Linked DNA regions of Mus musculus: region 2 is linked to region 1. Evidence: chromatin contacts called from public Hi-C data. All regions are on one chromosome and are shown on one strand. Each heading gives the region's core, a stretch centred on a gene start, on an enhancer-like site or on the middle of the called end of the contact. The rest is flanking DNA. Distances are from core to core; before and after follow the strand shown.

Evidence for each region. A called contact is a pair of places that touch in the nucleus more often than the background predicts.
Region 2: a Hi-C map of liver shows a contact between it and region 1, with 4 times the contacts expected there. The contact joins two enhancer-like sites. A contact is called at or near these places in 1 of 484 Hi-C or Micro-C datasets (liver) and 3 of 115 datasets of contacts at active chromatin or transcription factors (CD8 T cells, embryonic stem cells and memory CD8 T cells).

What each region holds. Positions count from the first base shown.
Region 1 is chr12:25,309,038-25,313,643 of GRCm38.p6, forward strand. Gm46343 (a long non-coding RNA gene) reads left to right here. Exons shown (of 3, transcript XR_001780576.2): 3 at 1,320-2,208. Among named protein-coding and RNA genes, the nearest start is that of Gm46343, 7.6 kb to the left of the region's middle. Within about 2 kb of position 1,529, at least 105 of the 459 cell types and tissues checked have an H3K27ac peak or open chromatin away from gene starts, as enhancers often do. A contact at or near this core is called in liver, where this site is marked.
Region 2 is chr12:25,784,130-25,788,643 of GRCm38.p6, forward strand. No RefSeq gene overlaps it. Among named protein-coding and RNA genes, the nearest start is that of Gm29835, 190 kb to the right of the region's middle. Within about 2 kb of position 2,267, at least 20 of the 459 cell types and tissues checked have an H3K27ac peak or open chromatin away from gene starts, as enhancers often do. A contact at or near this core is called in liver, where this site is marked.

The DNA.
Region 1 (4,606 bases), core at 279-2,778:
AAGACCTTTTTTTTTTCCCTTCTATATTTTCCCTTCAAATAAGAAGAGTGCTGTTTTCTCTATTTAAAAGTTTAATCTAGTTTCTTCCCCAAATATGCCTTGTAGCCTACTTTAATGTTCTCACTCCAGAAGTAATTATACCCTGGACCATGAAAGCACAAATCAGTCCGAATAAGGAGAAGAGGAACCACACCAATAGACATGACTTTAAGCTATCCTCCCCTTCTGGCTGCATGTACCCTCATCACTCCTGAGTATTGCTCTCTCCCATGGTGTTGCTTTAAATCTTGGATTGCTCTAAGGTCTATTGGCCTTGGCCTTCTCCCCTGTGAAAGGGGGACTGACAGGTTTAGCAGGTGTCTAAGCACCAGATACTAGGGCGAATACAGTATTTATGACAGTTGCTGTTTTATGGCTATGGTGCCGTGAGTCATCTCTCTGTCTACTATGTTTAAGTCCAAGCAGAATCTGGGTCCAGTCTATACCTGAGACTTCCTTCATGTTCACCCTTGTAGCCCCGGTCTGGGACATGACGAGGCAATGAACCAGTTGAGTTAGGTAAAGGAGTTAAGTTGCGATGATGACTTCCTTTCGTGCTAGCTTTCCCATCAATTTTTTGCCCCTTTGGAGCTTGCTGAGGGTGGAGAAACCCTATGAGGCTTACCTTGTCATAGGGGTCATGGTTGATCTCTGATCTCTGGTCCCAGATCCAATCCCATGATTAATAGATCCCAGATCATCTTGCTAGTATCTTTCTGAGAAATCAGGCCACACCTACTCTTCTCAGTCTCCCTCTTTCTGGACAGAACAGCTGACCTCCCCCTCCCCCTTATATCTGTAAGCAAGAGTTGCTTCCCTCCCCATCACCCAGACCCAAGGCAACCTTGAATTGGACTCCTGTCATGTGCAGAACCCATCCTAATGCATGGTAGGTACAGTAAGTAGGTCATGCAGAGTGGAACTTAGCCCCCCCTTCAACAGAGGCCTACAAGAGCACGTTATTGTCTTTGTTCCCATAAAGCTGAAGGCTCCTTCTGTCTCCTTCTGGACCCCATCATGTTGTCTGTGACACAACGCTGTACCTCCTAACCTTTATAACTAAAGGGAACTGATGTCTCCACGTTCAGCATCACTGTCATGCTATATATAACAACTGTCTATATCTAATGTTCTCCTACTTCAGAGTCCCTTCATGGCTGCCATGGCCACAATGCTATAACTCTTCTAAACTGGTTGTTTTGAAGAAGAACTTCATCTCGGCTTTGTACCACAGGTAAGATCATCTATGAGTTAAAATAGTCTCCACCACTCTCCTACAGGTCATGAAGTACCCTGCTGAAGGAAGTTGGGGAGGGACTAAGCAGATGACTGTGCCTGCGCCTGGACAACCTCCAGCTTTTCGAGTGAAGTGCCAAGGTCCTTCTGTTGCATCATGACCACACTTGTTTTAATTTACTTTTTTGACACAGGGTTTCATGGACCCAAGGCTGCCCTTGGCTGCTTTTCATAGCCAAGGCTGACCTTAAACGTCCAGTCCTCTGCCCCCATTTCTGTGGTAGGTGAGCACTGGCTGAGCAGCAGTCCTGCCCTATTGCTTCTAATCTTAGCAACCACCAATTTACATAGATTGAGTCTCAGATCCCACTTTTCCTGTGAATGCAGAAAGGTTTGGCTGTGGATCCTTGGCTGGCAGTGAGGGTAGAAAGGGATCAAGTTACAAGCCTTTGGAAGACTCCACTTCTGTTTATAGCAGGGTGGCGGCTTCCCTTTATTAGAGGAGGAAAATTACAGTCCACTTAAGGGAAGTCACACTGCAGTCCTGCTGTATCTCCAAGACCCCCTTTCTCTTGCACTTTTCCTGTTTATCTCTCCTGCTCATTCCACGTTAAGAGTTTTCTCACCATCAAGAGTTTATATCTGCACCTTCATAGAGTATTCGTTTGGGTAGATTTAGGACAGATAGAGATCTAAAAGTAGCACTTCTTTTTTTTCCCTAGACAAAAACCCAAGGGAAATTTAATGACTAGCATGTGAGGCATTGCCATTGCTATGTGGCTAGCTTCCTTTTCTTTCTATGGACCTCTGAAAACCTAGGTCTTTTTGTTTTTGAGACATGGTCTTCCAAAATAGTCCAGACTAGTCTTGAACTTTCAATCCTCCTGTCTTACCTTCCCATTCCAAGTGCTGGGATGTACCCAATAAGCTGTTCTATCTATCTATCTATCTATCTATCTATCTATCTATCTATCTATCTATCTATCTATCTATCTATCTGTCTGTCTGTCTGTCTGTCTGTCTGTCTGTCTGTCTGTCTGTCTGTCTGTCTGTCTGTCTGTCTATCAATCTATCTATCTATCTATCTATCTATCTATCTATCTATCTATCTATCTATCTATCTATCTATCTATCTATCCATCCATGTATGTGTGTATATACGTACATGCATTGGTACGTGTGTGCTGTGGTATATGTGTGGAGGTGAGAAGGCAATTTGTGGAAGGCTGTACTTTTCTTTTACCATGTGATTCTTGGGGATGGAACTCAGGTCATTAGGCCTGGCAGCAGTTGCCTTCTCCCAAGCCATTTCACCAGCCCCTAAAGTCATTGAAGGTAAAGAAGTACAAAGAGGTAAAGAAGCTGTGAGCCTCTTGAGTGAACTGATGGGTCCTTGACTCTTCCTGTTGTATAGAGATGGAGGCCAGTGAGCTAGCAGTTGGGAAGGCTCCTGAGAGAACACAAAGAACTTTGCCTCCAGTCCGTGTGAAACAGGTGAAGACGTTAGTCAGAACCCGTTGCTTTCAGTCAGTTTCACAATGGCTGCGCTCTGCCAGGGAACTTCCTCTACTAACCTGACTGTGGTTACAGGTGGCAGTGAGTGGCTGGAGAAGCTTGAGTCACAACTCACCACTGTGGGCCCTTCCAACAACCACCGGGCCTGTCTGGAAGTGCAACTCCAGGTCTGGTGGAAGTGAAAGCTGACTTAGGAGCCACCCGGGTCTATTTTGGGGGTTCTGTCTGAGCTCACCCCTCACCTATCTGAAGGGCTGGCTTAATGCGGTTTCCTTTCTACCTTTCTTTATAGAAATTAGCAAAGGCTTCCTCGTGGCCTTACCATTTGGTCTTCAGAAGCTCTGTGGACACTGGGGACCTTCACTGCTTTCCAGAACTGATATTTCGCTTTAAGTCTTATGGCCACTCCTAGAGTGTCCCTGAGTCCTGCTCTTCTTGCTGGGAGGTGGCTTGAATCTCAGGCTCTTAGGAGTTTCAGGGACTAGGGATTCTGACCCGATAGGATCTGGTTCCTGGGTCAAATCTTCCCCGCTTACCAGTGTCCCATGGTACTTTCTGCCCCCTCTTGTCTCCTCTGTCCTTCAGGAAGGGCAAAGCTATAGCTGAAGCAGCTGGAAGGTGATTGGAATATTTAATCATGGCTTCTATTTCTGGGTTTTTGACTTTTCTTGCCTGAGGTACAGTGAGAATGTAATACAAAATTTGATTAGAGGAAAAACTAGTGTAACCGGTTCAGCCTCTTGAGATAAAAATGTGGTAATATTACTTTCATACTTCTAATAAATGTATTCCACTCACATACACCCTTGCAGAGTACTCTCTTGAAGGTCTTCCATGATATGAATGCACACTTGTGGATGGGAGTTGGTCCCTCAACACGAAGGTTCAGTCAATGTTAAGCCATAAGGGGAAAGCATCTCATGCCTTGTGATGTAGTTGTGTATCCCTCCTGCTGGGTGTCACTCTTGGATGTAGATGGTCCTGCACAGCTCCACAGTGGCCACAGTACCAAGCAGCTGAGGTCCCATGTTCTCCGTTCCTGTAGAGATAAAGATGATAGCCCATAGTGACTACACAAAGATACAGTTCTTTCAGGTCTTAAGTTTTACCTGAAGTAGGGCTCAGTATTGGGGCTATACTCAGAGGAGGTATCTGGAGAAACTACCCTTATAGCAGTTTGACCCGGCTGTATATGTAGGATATGTGAGAGCCACCACAGTGGGCTTCAGGCTTTAGATTGAGCCCGAGTTGACACCTGGCTCTCAGTGACTCTCTAGTGTCTTCCTCTTTGGAACCCACGGAGTTTTCTCTCAAAGGCCTTGGGGCTGGCTTCTGGTCCTTTTGAGTGACCTTCATTTTCAGTGTCTGCATTCTCTTATGAATCTGTGAAGCTCTATTTCAATACCACTTTTTCATACCATGGGGAGAGGCTGTTTGCTTATGTTCAATACAAAATATTCACTGTCCCTCCAGGGAATCTTCCCTGAATGAAGAAGGGATGTTTGAAATGATGGTATCTATCTACCCCCAACAAAGTGTGTGGCTGTGACTGCAGCTGGGGGAGGGAGTAGGTGGCAAACAGTCTTTGGCATTCAGTTCTGGGAAATTCAAAGCCCATAGACTGAGATTTGCATGCCACATTGTCCTTGGTTTGTCTTCAGACCATTCAAGGCCAAAATCTTTCAGTCCTCACTGGCTGGAAGGTTGACTTATGTCTCTGAAATGCCAAAGTTGGTTTCTGGGGTTGAAGTCATTCCTTTTCCAAATGATTCAAAATTTGAAGGAATATTTAAAAATTGTATTTGAAATTGACATA
Region 2 (4,514 bases), core at 1,017-3,516, 480 kb after region 1:
CATTGCTATGCTATTCTTGACTCCTCCCTGGTCCATGGGAACATAGATCTGAAGACATTAAGTAAATGCACACATCTAAATGTTCTACTTGGTAGAGTTATGTTTTAGCATTCTTCATTTCCATTATTCAGTTGAGGTTTTCCCCAACATAAGTAGGACCTGAAGATTGTACTGGCAACTGATTCATTCTCACGCCAGAAACAAAGAGGGAAGCAGTTACAGATGGGGGTTGGGGAGAGGAACAGCCTGGGAAAACCGACTTGCTCCAACAGCCAGTGACAGGTAACACGTAGAACATGTAGTCAGAAAGACCACAGGGAGTCAAAACCTCTACTCCCTACACAACAGACCTGTTCTAGTTTCTCAGCCATGGTTTATTCGAGATACCACAAAAAACAAGGTGTTGCTACAAGAATGACTTCAAATGACTCACATCACGTGGCCAGCACATCATGCCTATTTAGTAACCTTTGGTTTCTTTCTGTTATTTTTTTTTCCACTGCAGCTTCTGTTTTTGAGATCAGGGCATGAGGACACAAGAGAAAGACCACAGGCATACTTCTTCTGGCTAGAGCAACCAATGGGCTTAAGCTCCAAGCTTCCCCTCACCAGGAGCTGAGTGTGTGAACTTCCTGGGCTTCAGTTTCCCCAGCTGTAAAGTCTGGTCTGTATCGGTGAGCTCTGCTTAAGCCTTCGGAAGCTCACCCTCCTTATCAAGTGATTATAGGTATTCGCTTTTTGCCTATAGCGCTGCTGCTGCCTCTGCTTTCTCTGTGTATGCCGTGAGGATGGTGAAAGTGTTCACATACCGTGGTTCCCGGCACAGAGTCCCCTCTCCAATCATTCCCATGGCTACCCTTGGTGTAGCCATGTATCTTGGCTGTAAAGCTTGCTCTGCCCTTGGGGGCCTCAGTGTGGATTCTTGTATTTGTGACACATCAGACTAGAGCCATTAGCCAGGGCAAAGGAAGACCAGAGGAGGAACTGCTGAGCTGTGAGCAATGGGCTATTGTAAATATATAAATTAAATGGCCCTCATTACTGGAAGCTTATGCCATTTCTCTTGGTATAGGAAGGTTCCTGGATACCTTTAGAGTTACCTCCTCCACAGAGTCCACGATAGAACTCCATCAAGAGCACAGCTCTGCCCATCTCTGCAGTAATTCCATGCATGTTATATTTACTGTTGATGTGTGCGTGTAATATGTAATACATTCAAGTCAAAAGCACTCTGAGAGACAACCTGTCTACTCCTTCATTTTATAACCATTAAGTGAAGCAATGATTCATCTGAAAATCACAATATCAGAGCTCCCCAAACCCCACCTGCACTATTCTTTCCAGAACATCGTAGGAGGCATCTCAGTGAATGCAGACTATAAACTGAGATTCGGAAGACTGGAGGCAAATCTGGTCCATACCGATGCACTCTGCCTCCAGATTGCTTAAGCCTTCGGAAGCTCACCCTCTTTATCAAGTGAATATAGGTATTAACTTTTTGCCTATAGCGCTGCTGTGAGGATTAAACAAGGTGCTGTGTGTGACAGCACCTGGCTCCAGGCAGGTGCTTACTGAACGTTAGTTAGTTTCTTCCCCATCGCAATAGAACTTGCATATTTATTGGTGCTTGGAAACAGGAGAGAAACCGGAATGAACAAAGACTTCTGAGGGTACAGCTGGCCCAGCGCCTGTACTAGGAGGTGTACACAGGTGAGTGCCTTTAGGCATCGACCTGGACCAGATACTGAGCACCAGAGCAAGAGAGCAATGGGATCTTTCTTTTCTGGGAACACAAATTAACCGGCCAGGATGCTGTGGGCAATAGAAAGAAGGTTGTGAAACCCACAGGTGGCCCGGAGCATGGCACTGACCAGAGTCAATGTCAAGGCTGTTTTCCTCTGGGCTATACTCGTTGCCAGGTTTGCAGGGCCCACAGCCAAGTCAAACAGGGCTGCACACAGTCAGCATTGCACTTGCTCCAGGCTCTCCCAGGGATGGCTTCACCGGGCTCTGTGGGTCAAATGTTCACCCTGTGTCACCAGGAGGCAGTGCACCTGTATGGCTATTATATGCCTGCTGAGAAAGCAGCTCCTCTCCTCATAGCTCTTCCACCCCCTCCAAATTAAAAACAATACAAAACAAACCCCCAAAACAAAAAGGCTTCCATGTTTATCTCTCTTTAAAGCACAGAACTCTCACTGACTGCAACTTGTCAAGCCCTCCGCCAAGCCTAAACATTTGCCTTGGAACGGGGCCATCGGAACACAAGGAGTCACCACTGTCCCGGGCTGATGTGTCTTAAAAGAGCTTCAACAGTGGAAAGGCCATGAGCTCATCACTGTACCACGTAGATGGTCGAGTCTGAAGATTCAAATGAGAGGACGATTTGTTAGTTTCAATAGTGATTTCTTCACAGCATTTCTTTACTCTGTGCCGGCTACGTGCCTGGGCTCCCATGCCTGACTTCTTAACCATGAGCACTACTATCTGCTATTTGGTCCGTTCTTCGGGGACATGGACAGAGGTTTGCAGCAGAGCTAGGTGGCTTGCCCACTGGGCAAATGTGTGATGGAGTCAGAGCTCAAATCAAAGTGGGGTTTATTTGTTAAAAAAAAATGATCAGGTGGCTCTGACTATAACATACTAAGCAGGTGAGCAGGCGACAAAGAAATGAAAACCTCCTGAGATAAGAAGCTTAACAGAAATGTGGCTATCCACTTCGGCAGCCTGCAGACAAATAGCAGTCTTGGGAAGGCAGAAGGATGACTCCTGTATGTGTGTGTGTGTGTGTGTGTGTGTGTGTGTGTGTGTGTGTGTGTGTATGTGGTGTATGTGTGTTGTCTCTCCTTACAGCTGCAAGGCACCAGGCAAAGGGAAGCCCTTCCTAAGGTTTTTCTTTACTCTCCCTCTGCTTCTACAGTGGATACTGTTTGGAACAATCCCCCCACCCACCTGCAACTGGGTGTGTGTGTGTGTGTGTGTGTGTGTGTGTGTGTGTGTGTGTGGTGTCATATTCATGTCAAGGCTAAGGGACAGCCTTGGTTTTCCTCTTTAGGTGCTGTCCACCGTATTTTTATTTAGGCATTCTCACTGGCCAGAGGTCCCTAAGTAGCCTGAGCCAACTGAAAAGTGACCCTCAGGGACCCACTAGACTTCACCTCTCTACACTGAGATTAAGCACAAACCACACCCACTCTGTTTTGTTTTAAAAGGGCTTTTGAGAAACAAACTCAGTAGTACCTCACTCATGCTTGCAAGTCGGGTACTTTACTGACTTTATTAATAACCCAACTCTTACTCATTGTTTTAATGTCCACCGTTGCTAATTCTTCTACTTTCCAGAAACATCTCTGATCCTCCTGAGTTAATTAAAGTGCTGAGCACATGGGTCTATAGGCGCTGCTTGCAATGCAGGAGTCGCAGTCTAATCAATAGGTCTGTAGCATCACTTAGTAATGTTTAGAATTCTAGAAAAGAAGATGCCTGGACCAGGTCATGGGGATACAGGCACAGATTTACAGAGCTCCTCTTATAGGAGCTTGCACGTTCCTGCTGCTCATCTTGTCTTTATTTCTCTGCATGTGTTTTCATCATCTTAGGCTTTACACAGTGTCTGGTCTATGGTTAGGTGTGTACAGTTGTTCTGTATGTTTTCATGAAAAAAAAAATGCCCTCCTTTGATGAATGCAAGCATTGTGCACGTTCATGGAATATTGTATGAAGTTTAATGAATGTATAGATTGTTTGATTGTTTCCTTAGACATTATCTTTTTGTGTGTGTTAAGAGCATTCAAAATCCATTTGGAGTACACATCCAAAATTGTCATCTATAGTCATTCCACTGAGTGCCACATGTCAGAACTTCTTGTCAGGCTCCTAGCATCAGAGAATCAAGTCGAACTTAAATATTTGTTGAGCTCAACATGCTGCCATGCTTTGAACTCAATAGACAAACATTCGGGGGAAAGTTATTTTTATACCTTCCCGCTCTGGATTAAGGGAGGGTAGGAAAGGATTGGATGAAGCTAGAGACAGAGTGGCAGGAAGGTGGTAGACCTGAAATTGTCAGACAACCACTTATCGTTGGGAAGGGTATAAGGTGACCACAGCACTAGCAGACTGTTCTGGACGTAGTAAGGAGTTCCTGCAGGGGAGGAGTGGGTCAGCCTTTGAATCCCATATGGTGGTTCACAAGTCAGCCTACATGGAGTTGAGACACAATTGTCTGAATCCTGAGACTCAGTTGCCTGACTTAGTCACCCTTTGGACCTTGATGAGAACAACCAGACATTTTGAGTGGTTATGCACTGGTAATTTGAGAAAAATTGATCCAGAAAAGGCTTCAAATAAAACAATCATGCTTTGTTCTCCAGCTCGAAGCCTCTTGATGTTCATGACTATTTAAATTTCCTAACTTTTGTGTTCATAGGGGTTGTCAGGGAAGCAAGACTGAACAGAGTAACACTTTGCAGGGCTTGGAATGGAGTATCTCAAAAGTTAGGGTTGGGAAGGGG